Linked DNA regions of Mus musculus: region 1 is linked to region 2. A link is a contact called in public HiChIP or PLAC-seq data. All regions are on one chromosome and are shown on one strand. Each heading gives the region's core, a stretch centred on a gene start, on an enhancer-like site or on the middle of the called end of the contact. The rest is flanking DNA. Distances are from core to core; before and after follow the strand shown.

Region 1 (7,596 bases), core at 2,030-4,529, 790 kb after region 2:
CCCCCTCGCACACGCTGAGCAAATGCTCCTACCACTGGGCAACACTGCCAGCCCTAAAGTATACTTTAATAATATTGCAGGTGTTGCCTTCCCTGCACAGAGATCCTTCTGTTTCTCATTTTTTTTTTCTACCCTGCCCAGCCAACCTTGTTCTTTCCCTTCATGGAAGTGGAAGGGCGATGGTGCCGAAATGTAAGCCCAAAGTCTCTGCTATGTCCCAAGCTTCTCCCAGAGTGACCTCCATCACCAAGCCTCAAACCAAACAAACAGAAACGGAAACCTATTTAAAGACATCCTTTCTGCCACTCCTAATCCACAGCCTGCTGCTAACTGGTGGAGGGGCATCCCTGCCTGCTCCCAGAGCAACACTGGAATACCCAGCTATTTCTCACCTGCTTCCTAGCAGTGTGGGACACCCAGTCCTCTCTGAGTGAACAGAACCCAGACGGTCTGCGGCTCAAACGTAGGAGATGTGAGGGTAGATTGGGGATTTCTTTTCGCTTGTATTGGTTTTGTTTGAGGCAGTCTCACTATGGAAGCTAAGATGGAACTTAACTAGGCAGCCCGAGATGGCTTCCAATTTTGCCTCTTCCTGCCTGAGCCTCACAGTGAGTGCTAGGATTTCAGGTGTGCTCTACCTCAGCCAAGCACAGATGAGCTTTTTGGAGTTGACTTCATCCGTAGTTTCTTGGTTCCTGTTGAGAACATCCAAGGCCACTGTCTGTGAATCTCAAGGTTTATTCCAAACTGCACAATCCAAGAAGTCAAGGCCAAGTTTATACATTCTCCCTCCTGAGGCTCTCCGGAGGGGTTAAAGGCATAGCTCTGAGGTCTGTGTGGCTGGAGGAACTAAAGACTCTAGAGAGAGACTTCAACTGCCCTCCCACCCTCGGGTGAGTCCTCTGATAATATTAACACAGAGCTTCCTGCTACCTCTGAAGTGGGTCCCTGAACTTGGGAGGCCTGGAACACATGATGCAAACAAGGGTGTGCCTGTCTCTTGCTGCAGAGTGCCTTGCCATAGCTCCGGTGAGTGTGAGAGGATGTGGGTCAGAGGCCTCTCCAGACTGTGGTGCAAGAAGCCTCCTGTAACACAGGTCCTGCCTACACTAGCCAGCCGACTGAGCAGAACTCAGCCACTCACAGAGGCAGCACAGGAGAGCTGTGTGTGTGTGTGTGTGTGTGTGTGTGTGTGTGTGTCCGTCCACAAACACTTTAGTTTGCTCTTCTTTTCTCCCCATGAATCTGGCCCCACTTGTGACTATTAACACCTGCTTTCAGGTCGCCAGAACAAGAATAAAACTGCAGCACAGCCACGCGTACCCTGGTCTTGTCGCCTTCCTTTTAAAGGCTGAAAATTCCAGGGAAAGGGAGAGAAAGTTGGTTTTTAAACTCGGTTCACATTTTAAAAAATAAAAATAAAAACACGTTTCTGGAGTCGAAATAACATCTTTCATAGTTAACCAAATTAACTTGTGCATTTATATCCTCGATACTATATAATTTGCAGTAAATGTTAAAATTTCCCAAATTGTCCCTAAAAATGCTCTTTATAGTGAGATTGTGGGAAGTAGTATCCAGTATAAGACCATACAATGTGCCTGCTTTTTATAGACCTGAAACCTTCATGTCTTTCTCAAGCCACTAAACTCCTCTTAGTCATGTTCTGACTCCTTGAAGACGGGGTCACCTGTCCCAAAGGATGCCAGGTCACTTGGTTGTGTCCAGCACTTTTTCTACTGATTTTCTGCAAGCTGGAAGTTGTATCTCCGTATCCAGATTAAATATTCTGAGGTGTTAGGATTTTAAGCTTTTAGACAGGATCTTATTACCCCACGCTGGGGAAACTCACCATACAGCCAAGGTTGAACTTGAATGTCTGATCCTCCTGCCTCCACCTCCTGAGAGCTAGGATTACAGGTGTGCTTGTTACTCCTGGTTTCTAGTGACGAAGCCTCATCCTCAGCCACTCTAAGAAAAAGTGCTACACAGAAGAGTTGACTTCTGTAAATGATGAACACCTAAGTCACATAGAGTGTCACGCATGCATATACTGCTCAGTGAGACTACATTCATCTTCCTCCTGGGAAACACAGATCCCACTCTGTGTCACACAGAGAGGGGGCTACTTGTAACTGTGTGTAGAATATGGCAATTTGGGAGAAATCTATACAAAAGCTACCAGGATATTTAAAGCCATCACCAAGTGTCCTCCTGCTTTTTCTTTGACTCAGCTCTCTCTCTTTCTCTCTCTGTGTGTGTGTGTGTGTGTGTGTGTGTGTGTGTGTATGTGTGTCATGCCTGCTTGCCTGTCTGCCTGCCTGTCAGTCTGTTGTGTATGTGTGTCCATCTACTTGTGTCTGCTTATATCTATGTGTCTGTGTGTGTATCTATATCTGCCTACTTACCTGTCTGTCAGTCTGTTTGTGTGTGTGTGACTATCTACTTATGTGTGTGTCTGCCTACTTGTGTCTATGTTTCTGTCTTCTTGGAACTGCTTGTGTGTATGTGTGTGTCTGTATGTGTGTGTCTGTGTAGATATTTGTGTGTCTGTCTGCTTGTGTGTCTCTGTGTGTACCTGCTTGTGTGTGTGTATTTGTCTGTGTGTGTCTGCTTTTGTGTGTGTATTTGTCTGTGTGTGTCTGCTTTTGTGTGTGTGTCTGCTTGAGTGTCTCTGTGTGTGTGTGTGTGTGTGTGTGTATTTGTGTATGTGTGCCTGTGTTAGGAGGTGTGCTCATGAACCTTTTTTTTTTTTTTTTTAGTACTGGAGATTGAAACACATGCTAAGATACTAGTCTGCTGTGAGCTACAGCCCCAGCCTTAGGGTCTACTTTTTGACCCTCAGCCTTAACTCTACTCTTAGTATGCTCCTGGGCCAACCTTTCTGGTGACCACAAACCTGTGACAGATCCAGATGGGAGAGAACAAAGATAGGTGAGGCCGGATTCTCCAGGTCTTCAACAGCTATGAATGCCTTTCCTCTTTGGGTGGTGCTGGGGACAAAACCCAGGACCGTGTACACGCTGAGCACACGCTCTGCCACTGAGCCACACACATGGCCTCAATAGCCTCTAATTGAACCTGAAGCTTATTATGAACCCAGTTGGAAACATTTGCCCAGGTTTTAGGGAGCAAACACTCTGTTCTGTGAGCTTGTATCTAATACACATCACCTTAGTGACCTGCTCACGCCACCGAAGCTCAGCACCTTGGAATACAAAGGCTGGAAACCCCCTTTGTTTTCCAGTGTGTGGGGCACGAGCCTCTGACTCATCCTGGAGCCCAGCCAGCCTCTGAGTGCTGCAGGGTGAGCAGGGAACCGGGCAATGCCGGAGTCCCCAAGCACAAGGATCTTCCGACCAAACGAAGCTTCGAAAGCAAACAAATAAATAAAGGGGGTGGAGGCAGGTGCAGGGACACTTGGGACGTACTCACGTCAGCTAAAAGGCAAGGGCAATGCCAGCGGGCGGGCGGGCAGGCGCTGTGCGTGTGCCTGAACGCCTGTAGAACATCTTTGCTTGTGACCTTGGGGGTGACTGTGAGCAAGGTGCTTGTCCTGCCAGCATGAGGACCTGCGTTTGGATCTCTCACAAAAAGCCAACGAGGTGGCCCATGCGTATAAATCCCAGGGCTGGCCAAGCAGAAAGAGTAGGCTCTTTGGGGGCTTGCTTGCTAACCACCTACTTCAGCCTATCCGTGAGCTCCAGGTTTGGTGAACAGCCTCGTCTCAAAGAATCCGCCGAAAGGGCTGGAGAGATGGCTCAGGAGTTAAGAGCACTTGCTGGTCTTCCAAAGGGGTTCAGTTTCTTTCCCCCACATCTGGGTGCTCACAACCTCCTGTGGCTCCAGCTTCAGAGGGTTCGGTGCCCTCTCCTGGCCTCTAAAATTGCTACACCTCTGTCTCTCTGTCTCTCTCTCTTTCTCTCTGACTCACTCTCTCTCTCTCTCTCTCTCTCTCTCTCTGTGTGTGTGTGTGTGTGTGTGTGTGTGTGTGTGTGTGTGTGTGTGTGTGTGTGTTTTAGGAAATGGTCTCTTCTCAACCAAGCTGGCCTTGAACTCACTAACTGACCAAGAATGGCATTGACCTTCCTGCCTTCACCTCTAGAGACTAAACCCGAGGTTTTGTGCAAGCTGGCAAATACTCTACCAATTGAGCTATTATATCCTCAGCCCCCTGGGAGTCCTGGAGATACTTCCTTTAACTTGTTTCTGACACAGAAGTAGAGTTGGGGCAGCTAACCTCATTCATGTCCCTGTAGGAAAGGAACAGGAAAGTTACCTCCATATCAGCTGCCTCAGCTCGATGAGGAAGAGATACCAGATATATATAGGCCTATTACCAAAAACCAGAATGGCAGGTCAGCTATTTAGGGCTTCTTAAGGTGTGCATTAGTCATAAGGCTGGCTGGCACGTGTCTGGGACAAACCAATTCAACAGGAAATTGATCCCATTGCAGTACAATGGGCGTATTCGGAAGCAGGTGTACTACACACAAATGATCTCTGGAAATTGGGGGAGGGTGGTTTTTCTTCCCAAGGCAGAGTGAAGAATCGGGGCAGGGTGGCACAAGCCTATAATCCTAGCATTTAGGAGATGGAGGCAGGAGGACCAGGAATTCAAGGCCAGTCTTGGCTACATAGTGAACTGGAGGCCAGCCTGGCCTACATGAGACCTTGTCTCAAAAAACAGAGAGTGTTGGTCCAGAGACATGGCTCAGTGGTTAAGAGCACTCACTGGCTGCTCTTCTAGAGGTCCTGAGTTCAATTCCCAGCAACCACATGGTAGCTCACAACCATCTGTAATGGGATCTGATGCCCTCTTCTGGTGTGTCTGAAGACAGCTACGGTGTACTCACATACATAAAATAAATAAATCTAAAAACAAACAAACCACAGAAAGTGAAAGAATAATGACTTAACATTGTCTTTTTCCTTTGAGACAGGGTCTCACTGTGTTGCCTAGGCTGGCCTTGAACTCCTGAACTAAGATGCTCTTCCCAGCCCTAGCCTCCAGAGTAGCTGGGATTGTAGGTGTGACCCACCACCCTCAGATTTGGTACAAAAATATCAAGCAAGTATGCTATCTCCACAAACCTCCCTCAGCCTGTGTGCGGGACTAGGACATCATGCTAGTTTCTTCCCAGTTAGTGGTCATTGTATTTACCCTTAAGAGAAAAGCAGGGAATGGCTTTGGTTCAAAAGAAATAATCATAAAACTAATTCTGATTACAACATGATATGACCTTTTAACTCGCAGTGCTCTCTTTCTCTCCCTCTCTCTCTCTCTCTCTCTCTCTCTCTGTGTGTGTGTGTGTGTGTGTGTGTGTGTGTGTGTGTGTGTGGCATGCAGATGCCAACAGAGACCAGAAGAGATCATTGGATCCCCTGGAGCTGGAGTTAACATGGCTGTGAGCCATGTGGCTTGGGTGTTGGGAACCTAACTGCTCTGCCAGTCCAGGCCCTGGCTCTTTCGATGTAGCCCTGGCTGCTGCCCTGAGATCTTAACTCCTTCTGCCTCCACCTCTCCCCTAGCTGAAGTTTCAGGCCTGTGCCACCACACTCTGCCTGTTAAAGGCCTTTCAGAAAACACCCTATTCAAGAGTCTAAATCAAGCCGGGCGTGATGGTACACACCTTTAATCCCAGCACTCAGGAAACAGAGGCAAGCGGATCTCTGGGGATTCAAGGCCAAGCTGTGGCTACCGCACAGAGAAACCCTGTCTTGGAAAACAAACAAAAGAGTCATATTTTTTCAGCAATGAATTATGTTTGGAGTTCACCACTGGTCTAAGAACAAGCTGAGCCCTCAGAAATCTTTCAGACGGGACAAGCTGAGGGCTGGCTTCTGTATGAGAGCTAGTGTCTGTCCATTCTCAGTACCCTCCAGGAAGCCCCTCAGGCTGGAGGGGAGGAGAGCTGTTTCCAGATTCCCAAGTCCTCTCAGCCACAGGCTGGCTGCCTTCTTTATGACTCCATTCCTGTCTGCCCACTCCCCCGGCTTCCTGCCTACTCAGCCTTCTCCCCAGCTGTGTTTTATCTGATAGCTTGTTAGAAATGCAGCCCAAAGTCATAGGACTCCTATGACCAGAGGCTACATGGCTACTGAACCTTTGAATCTGTCACTTAGGTCCCCTGTTCATTCCTTCAACAGCATGAAGTGACTCATTTGTCAGAACCCATAACAGAGTTCAGCTACTTTGGCTTTTATTTTAAAGTTTATGCAATATTTATATACAATTTTAAATATCATTACTATATAAAATATATATCATATAATATATACATAGTATATTGACTCACAACCAATATATATATATATATATATATATATATGAAAGAGAGGGAGTATCTTATGGAGGCTGACTTGAACTCTCTGTGTAGTCAAGGGTAACCTTGAACTTTGGAATCCACCTGCCTTTACCTCTCAAGGGCTGGGATTCTAACCAGGTATCACCACCCCTGGTTAGGCCGCACTGAGAATTGATTGAGCCAAGGGTTTTGTGCAGGCGAGGCGCTACCAACTGAGCTCCACCCCCAGCCCCTGGTCTTAGCACTTTTAAAAAATCAGAATTCATCTTCAGACCAAGTCGCCATCCTGGGAGCGACTGCAAGGTCTGAACACCTGTTGCCCTCCAGGCTCAACTAGACAATCTCCGTCCTTCTGTGCGGCTTCTTAATTGGAAGTAAACCTGGAAACCATTGCCAGACAGCCCGTGTGAGTCACAACAGGTGGCTGTGTGCTTTCCTTTCCGGGTGAGACGAGAACTTTAGTTTCTGTCCCCTCTGCTGTGTCTCAGGAAGATCAGGGCTGGTGAATAATTCAGGATTATCCGCCTCATCCATGAGATCATTTCCTTCAGAATGGAAGGTGCTTTCTTCACCTCTTCAGAGACTTTCTAAATCAGGCCTGAGACGGAATCATTTTGTTGTTGAAACACACTTAGACCACTTAGTAACCACAGCCTACCCCGTGGTCTTGTTTGACGCAATGTTGACAAGCAACAGATGTCTGGTTGTTAAACGTGAAGGCGACACACACTGCAGCTGGCATTGCCTTATGGGCTGTGTGAGAGGCATTGTGAGAGTCGACCTCTGTTTTCACGGCTTTCTCAGGAACAGTTGGTCCCTGGTTCTTGGAAAGCCTGAGTGGTAACAAATAGCATTTGTACAGGTCTAAGGGCGTAAGGAAAGACAGAGCCCGCTGGGGAAGGTTGCTCAGGAAGACAGCACAGGGTAAAGCTAGAGCAAGAAAATGCTCACAGAGTACCTGAGGCAGCAGGGCCCAGGATACGAAACAGGACCTGCCATGGAATCTGACTTCTTGGGATCACTGGGCTGGTAGAAGGTACGGGAAATTTCTCGGGGATACAGGTAAAATGTGAGCTGAGTCCCAAAAGCAGAACATCGGGGCACGGGAAAACTGTGGTCAGCTGAGGGTGGGAATCCCAGCAAACACGGACAGAGAGCCTGGTCAGCTGAGGGTGGGAATCCCAGCAAACACGGACAGAGAGCCTGGTCAGCTGAGGGTGGGAATCCCAGCAAACACGGACAGAGAGCCTGGCTGGAAGCTCATGCCCCGAATCCCAGCACTAGGGAG
Region 2 (7,046 bases), core at 3,380-5,879:
AGGAAGAGCTAGGAGTAAGAGACTAACTCCTGCCAACTTCAGGAAAGATGCCTGTGTCCCTGAGATCCCCACCCGCAGGTGCTCATACCTGCTGGTACCACACAGCTCCTTAGCTGCTGCTGTGATTTCTAGAAGGCAGACAGATGCCTGTGTTTTATCAACCTGGGCTAGACGCAATGGTGGAGGCATAGGCTTGGTTACAGCCAGACAAGGTGGAAGTGATTCTCAGCAGGTATGTCTGATTTGAGCTTTGGATGTAGCTGTTATCCTTCTGTGGATGTCCTCACTCCACTCCCAGCCCCATCCCTAGCCTCATGCCCTGTGTGTGTTTCCTCACAGGCTTCTGTTTTTGTGTAAACACGCAGGGCCTTTCTCCTCAGGCACAGGCACAGGCACAGGCACGCTGTTGGTGATTGGTGAGCGGCTTAGTCTCTCTCATGGAAATCCCTGCAATGTAGCAAAGTCTCTGGCACCCTGAGCTGAGGGTTTTTAGTAAGTATTTTGAAGCAAATGCAAACAAATTTAGGTAAGGAGGAAGCAGAGAGAAGAGAGGCCAGTTGGAGAGAAAAAGTAAGGATTAATAAGGTAGGCACTGAGGTAGCAGAAAGTGAAAAGGTATAAAAACAAGGAAGTTGTTATAGGAGATTAGCACGGCACACTTAGAAAAAATAAAGTAAGGCAAAACTGGGGAGTATTGAAATGGCAGAGGTCGCTCACATAGTGAAAGACTTTGCTTTGCTTTTTAAACGACACTAAACAAATGATGTTAGGGCATATGGGATGTCCTTTGTGTTGGTAGAATTTCAACACACTTTTACTTTTTAAAGTATGCATTTATGGGTATATTCATGAAAATGCAGGTTCCCAGAGAGTCCAGAAGAGGGCACTGGATCCTCAGGAACTAAATTATAGTTTGTAATTATAATTTACTAAATTATATGAGCTGTCTAACGTAGGTACTAGGAATCAAACTTGGATCCTGTGCAAGAGCAGTACCTGCTCCAACCACTGAACCATCCCTTCAGTCCCTGCAGTGGGATTTGAAAGAGGCAGAGGGAGCTCAGCACAGTGGCCAAAGATTACCCTTGTAATCCCAGCATCTGGGAGGTGGAGGCAGGAGGATCAGAGGATCCGGATCATCATCAGCTGTATAGGTCAGCGTGAACTATGAGAGGTTCTGGATCATTCACAGCTGAAGGTCAGCCTGAGCTATGAGTGACACTGTCAAGAAACTAGGCTGAAATGAATGCTGAAGTAATAATTCACTGTTACAGTGCATGGCAGCCACGTGTCCAGTAGCACACAATAAACATATATGTGTTAGTGGATGCTAGTATATTGGACATTTTCAAAAATGAAACCAGCATATGCAATACCATGATTCTGGGGACATTTATCATTCCCCAGGGTACGCTTATATAATACACTGTATTTATTTATTTATTTAAATATAAATGACAGTTTTTTCCATGCAGAGTTGTGGCGTCAAGGGGAGGAGCAGCATTGGCATGATGTTGACCCCACTTTGCTGATGGACAGGAACATGTCAGAGGAGGAGATCCCCTCAGCAAACAGGAAACAGAGATTTATTAGATTTATTCTTACACAGATTAGTTTGATATTTTCCATGTGTTAACCTAAGCAAATATACTAGGCAAGTTGTTTTCCGTATTGTTCTTGGATATGAGAAAAAAGCCATCTGACTCACCGCTGGAATAGGTTTGTAGAATTCACAGGCACAAAAAACAACTGCTTTGCTAACAACACAAGTGCGTATTTAAAGTTAACCACAAGGTGACTCAGTCGTAACGACATTGAGAGCAGAGAGTTTGTTTTTCCTCTTTCCTGGTTCTCTGCAGCCCAGCCCAACAATTGCATATGTTTAGCCCTCAATAAGTATTTGTTTGATTTAATTGAGAATGAATATAGGGCTGGAGACAAGGCTGGGGGTTCACATCCATTGGCTTAACAGTGCCTCTGTGACTTCAACTACAGATTTGATGCCCTCTTCTGGCTTCTGTGGGCACTGCACTCATGTGCTTATCTCATGTGCACATAATTAAAACATAATGAAATAGATCTTTTAAAAATGGACTAGATGGTTGCCTCAGAATAAACTTTTCTTTTGGTTTAAAAAAAAATGGACTAGATGGTTTTAAGTTTAAAAAATGGCTTTCAGTATAAATCTTCGAATAGTTAAGTGTAGCACAATCTAAAACAAAGCTACACAACAACAACAACAATAACAACAAGTCCTGAAGAAAACAAAATGCCTTTTAAGGTCTAACCCTGAGGTTTTAAACGAGGGGACTATAGTTCTCTGAATTGTTCCCAGACTGAATAGATGTGAAATAGTGTGCCACTCACAAAAGGCTCCCTTGAGCTTCTCGAGTTTCTTTTCCCACGCTAACGCCCATCTCTCTAACAATGACTGCATGAAACATACTTGGCTGTTTAGTTTGTTAGTGCTGTGGCTACACAGCTTAACACGAAGCAGGGGGAATGTGCAGGTACTATGTGAGAGCATGCGGGTGCAGCTGGGAACTACGCTGGAATCTTCAGCTGTCCAACAGTTGGGGGCTATTCCTTGGTTGAGTTGCTTTCTTATATGGTCTGGGTCATGAGTATTGTAGTCACAGAGATTAATGTACATTATCTGCTTAATTCCTTCCTTGATCTCTGAGTGATTTTTAATGTTGCTGTGACCTACTAAGGTAATAATGTCTCCTGAAACATTACTATTATTTCTTAAAGATTTTCCAGTTTGCAGGAGGCATACAGTTGTTTGTTTTTGACGTGTTTTATTGAAAATAAGAATTTTTTTCAGATAATATATTTTGATTCCAGTTTCAAGTCTCTGTACTCCTCTCAGACTCTCGCATCCAGATCCACACCCGTTTTATTTCTCTTAAAAAAAAAAAAACCAAACAAACAGACATCTAAGGAATAGTAATAAAAGAAAAGAAGGTTAGAACAGGACAAATCAGCCAAACAAGAAAACACACAAGAAACACATAGAGAGGCAGAGACACACATGGCTACACACGGGAATCTCATAAAAACCTAACCAAGGGGGATCGTTTCATCTTCTGAAATTTTCCTCAGTTTTTTTTTTCTTTAATGCCTTCAAGTTTGATTGTATAAGTCTTTCATTGGCTTCGTTTTACTTACCCCAAGATATTTTATGTTTTTGAGGCTATTGGGAAAGGTGTTGTTTCTCAATCTGTTTGCCATTTGTATACAGGAAAACTACCCTTTTTGTGTGTTAGTTTTGGATCTAGCTACTTAGCTGAAAACATGAGTCAGATGTAGGGGTTTCCTGGTGAAAATTATAGGGTCACTTACTACACTAGCATATGAGGATACTCTGACTTCTTGTGTGTGTGTGTGTATATACTTCCTATTTGTGTTCCCTGGATATCTTTCTGTTGTCTTATCGATCTTGTTGAGACTTCAAGTATTACCCTGAATCAGTATGGAGAGAGTGGGCAACCTTGTCTTGTTCCTAATCTTAGCAGAATGGCTTTTGAGTTTCTCTCTATTTAAGTTGATGTTGGCTACAGGCTTGCTGTAAATTGCTTTTATTATGTCTTAAAGTTTTCTAAGTGGCAGCTAATCATTTACTCGTATTGGCAAGGAGCTTGGCTTTAATGTTGGCTAAGGGTTAATTTGGGGGTAGTTATGCTTCTGAGAGTAGAGGGCAGGATCTTGCTTCTGAGGGTAGAACTCAGGAGTGTGTGTGTGTGTGTGTTATATTATTCTTATTTGCCTTGGACATCCTTCAACTCAGTAAATTCATTTACTATTGTTGTCTTGCCTTATCTAAGATTCGGGCAGGTTTTGGAAGACACACTTCTGTGGGTACCATGTCAAGTACACAGGAGATCTCAGGTTCCCATGGGTCCAGGTTGCTTCATACCCTCTGTGGTTAAGGTTGTTGTGACATGGCAGGTTCCATGCAGCCGACAGGGCTGTGTAGATGCTCTTTCTGTTGCTTTCTTTAGTTTGCTTTGCTTCGTTTTCCAGTATGAAACTGGACTTTGCCACCAACCAGCCAGTTGTATGACAGTACCAGCCTATTTCTTCCTGGTGCACATCTCTGGTCTTTTGAGGTTTATAAAGGCAATTCATGCCCAATAAACAGAATGATGTTTTTAAGATAAAAATTGTCATATTGTAATTAACTCACAAATAAAAACATCCCACTGATAGATAAAGGGAGCCACCCAAACACTTCCCAAGTTCCAAACTCTGAACAGATAAAATGGCCTTACTGGATTCATGGAATTCCAGACTTTAGCTAACAATTACTGTTTTATTCACTTATCTGTCACAAGGGGAGTAGGTAAGGGTGACGATTGAAACTAGAATAAATAATTACCTTTATATCCACTTTCATGATTCTTGTGAACCCAGACCCATTTAAAGAGTTCAATTCAATGGATTTTAATACTGCAATTCCCTTAATCTCCAAGTAAACTCAAAATGTATAAACAAAACTCTCTCTGGCTTAAGGCTGAGCAGCCTATCCCTTTTGATAACTTAAACAAAAGACTCTTTCTTGAAGTGATTCATGCAGGTCCCTTCCCACAGGTCCCTTCCCGTGGCTGTGGTTTTAGAGGGGCTCAGTGCTGTTCCCCGTCACTTAGCAGAGACACTCCCAGAAGCCGCACTGGTCAGACTCCAGATCACATCATCACTGATGCAATCTTTCCAATCACAGACGTTTTCCCTTGCTCAGGAGGCTATTATGAAAATTCATACCTTGTGCCACAGGACTTACTCTGATAATTATTTTTCTTGCCTGTCCTCAGCCAAAGGGTCTGGACTGCTCTGTCTGTGCGTCTGGGTGTGTCCCCAAACAAAGCCATTTATGATTAAGTTAGCAACCCCAGGGTCCAGTAGACACCAATAGCAGAACCAGCTGTCCATCATGCTAATCACTATGCTGGTCTCAAGTAGGTCAGAAAGGAGAGGACAGATTCTGAGGAAAAATGATAACAGCCATTCCTTGGGACTGCCTGGCACTGTCTTTATAGAGAAAGAGTTAGGAGAGTCCAACTTTAAGAGCAGTGAATGCTGTATGAAAATTATACTAAATAAAGGGTCCAGTTGCTTGGCTTGATCTCTCTCTCTCTCTCTCTCTCTCTCTCTCTCTCTCTCTCTCTCTCTCCCTATCCCCCTTCCTTCCTTCCTTCCTTCCTTCCTTCCTTCCTTCCTTCCTTCCTTCCTTCCTTCCTTCCTTCCTTCCTTCCTTCCTTCCTTTCGATTACAAAGGAGTTTTCCTGGGTTGATCAGTAAGGCTTTCTGATGAGAAAGTCTGGGTCCTGTGCATTCTGTAGCGTTTGCTAGGAGACTTGGTTTTGGTTCTGGCTCAGCTGCTCTTTACCAGGGTTGCCTTTACTAAGTGACTAACTTTTCTGAAGTTTGATTTTTCTCATCTGGAGAAATGGAAGAGGTGCTTGTACCTCCAACATTGCTGTCTTTAGCTCAGGATTATCAGAGGCCCCCAGAGACTTGGGAAACAGAGTTACATTTCACCTGTAAGCAAACAATAAATACTTTATAAACATGTTCCACATAAAGAGTAGCAACACTTTTTTAGCGTTAGCACTTTCAGGGTTTTGAATAAGTCAAATTAGTGGTTGATTTTAAAGGTCAACTTGTCACAACCTAGAATTGCCTAAGAAACTTCAGCTGAGAAACTTTCTAGATCAGGCTGGTCTACGGACATGTATGTAGGGGATTGTCTGGATTATTAACTGGTGAAGAAAGGCCTGATCCACTGTGGGTGGCATCATTCTCTAGGCAGGCATCCTGAGCTGTATGAGATAGGAGAAAGTTAGACAAGAGCAAGCAGGCAGAAGACAGTCTGGGTGCATTTGTTTCTCCTTGTTCTTGACTGTGGCCTTGACTTCCCCTCAATGATGAACTGCAACTTGGTATTGTAAGCCAAATCAATTATTTTCTTCCACACATTACTTTTGGCTAGGATGTTTTATGAAAGCAAAAAAACTAGAAAACAATACTTTCATGAAAAAAGTTGTTTATCTGAAATTTACTTTTAACTAGTTAGCTTGTGATTTTATTTACTAAACATGGCAGGCGTAATTTTCTCCCCAATTGATTAGAATACCATCATAGAACTTAAGCGTAATGATAATGAATTGGATGATGTCATGGATAAATGTCCTGGATATGCCCACAATGCCTCTTAGAAATAAGTAGCGGTGACAAAAGTAAACACAGGGACTCTACTACTGGCAAAGCTATCGTTAGTCAGCTATGACACATCCCCCAGCCACAGAGAAAGTCCTAGTGATCCCTTGCCTTTGTCATTTATTCAGTAGACATACTGAGAACCTACTGTAAGTGAGGCAGACAATGAATCGTCTACATAGAAACAATGAACCTAATATCAATTTTCAAAGGTAAATTTTTCCAATTTTATGGATAAGAAAAGCAAGGCTCCAAGGTTAGTTCCTCACCCCTGAGACAGAAGAGGAAGGGATGGAGATGAGTGTGACTCATCCTATTATATCTTCTAGCTTCTTTTTCTTTCTCAAGAAAACATGTTTTCATTGAAAATGAGAGAGATGATGATGTCCTAAGTACACACCCGCTATGTCTGTTCTTTTTGGTGAGATACAGGTGGGGTGGGGGTGGGGGTGGGGGTGGGGGCGGGGCTGAAGTGATCACCTTCCTCTGAATGCATTCTCCCAGACCAGGAGAAGCTTTATCATTTCTGCTGTACTTCTTCATTAGCATGATGAGCGTTTACCTCCATAATTCTATCTTTTATTTTTGTGAATGCTCATGTGTGTGTGTGTGTATGTGTGTGTGTATGTATGGGTGTGTGTGAGCACATGTGCATATGTATGTGTACATGTGAATGTGTGTGTGTGTGTGTGCATGCATGTGTGTGTGTGTTCACATATGTGTGCTGGTACACGGAACCTGGAGCAGAGAGTCAGATCCCCTGGAACTGACACAAGTGCTTGTGAGCTGATCAACTTGGATTCAAAGAACCGAAAATGGGTTCTCTG

What was found. HiChIP or PLAC-seq counts read pairs in DNA pulled down with a chosen protein or histone mark.
Region 1: a contact with region 2 is called in a FOXA1 HiChIP or PLAC-seq map of pancreatic cancer cells. The contact joins two enhancer-like sites. A contact is called at or near these places in 2 of 39 promoter capture datasets (cranial neural crest and embryonic stem cells) and 1 of 115 datasets of contacts at active chromatin or transcription factors (pancreatic cancer cells).

The regions. Positions count from the first base shown.
Region 1 is chr9:74,906,147-74,913,742 of GRCm38.p6, forward strand. No RefSeq gene overlaps it. Among named protein-coding and RNA genes, the nearest start is that of Fam214a, 43 kb to the right of the region's middle. Within about 2 kb of position 3,280, at least 81 of the 459 cell types and tissues checked have an H3K27ac peak or open chromatin away from gene starts, as enhancers often do. A contact at or near this core is called in pancreatic cancer cells, where this site is marked.
Region 2 is chr9:74,118,497-74,125,542 of GRCm38.p6, forward strand. The region is part of intron 1 of Wdr72 (WD repeat domain 72); the gene reads left to right. Among named protein-coding and RNA genes, the nearest start is that of Wdr72, 12 kb to the left of the region's middle. Within about 2 kb of position 4,630, at least 16 of the 459 cell types and tissues checked have an H3K27ac peak or open chromatin away from gene starts, as enhancers often do. A contact at or near this core is called in pancreatic cancer cells, where this site is marked.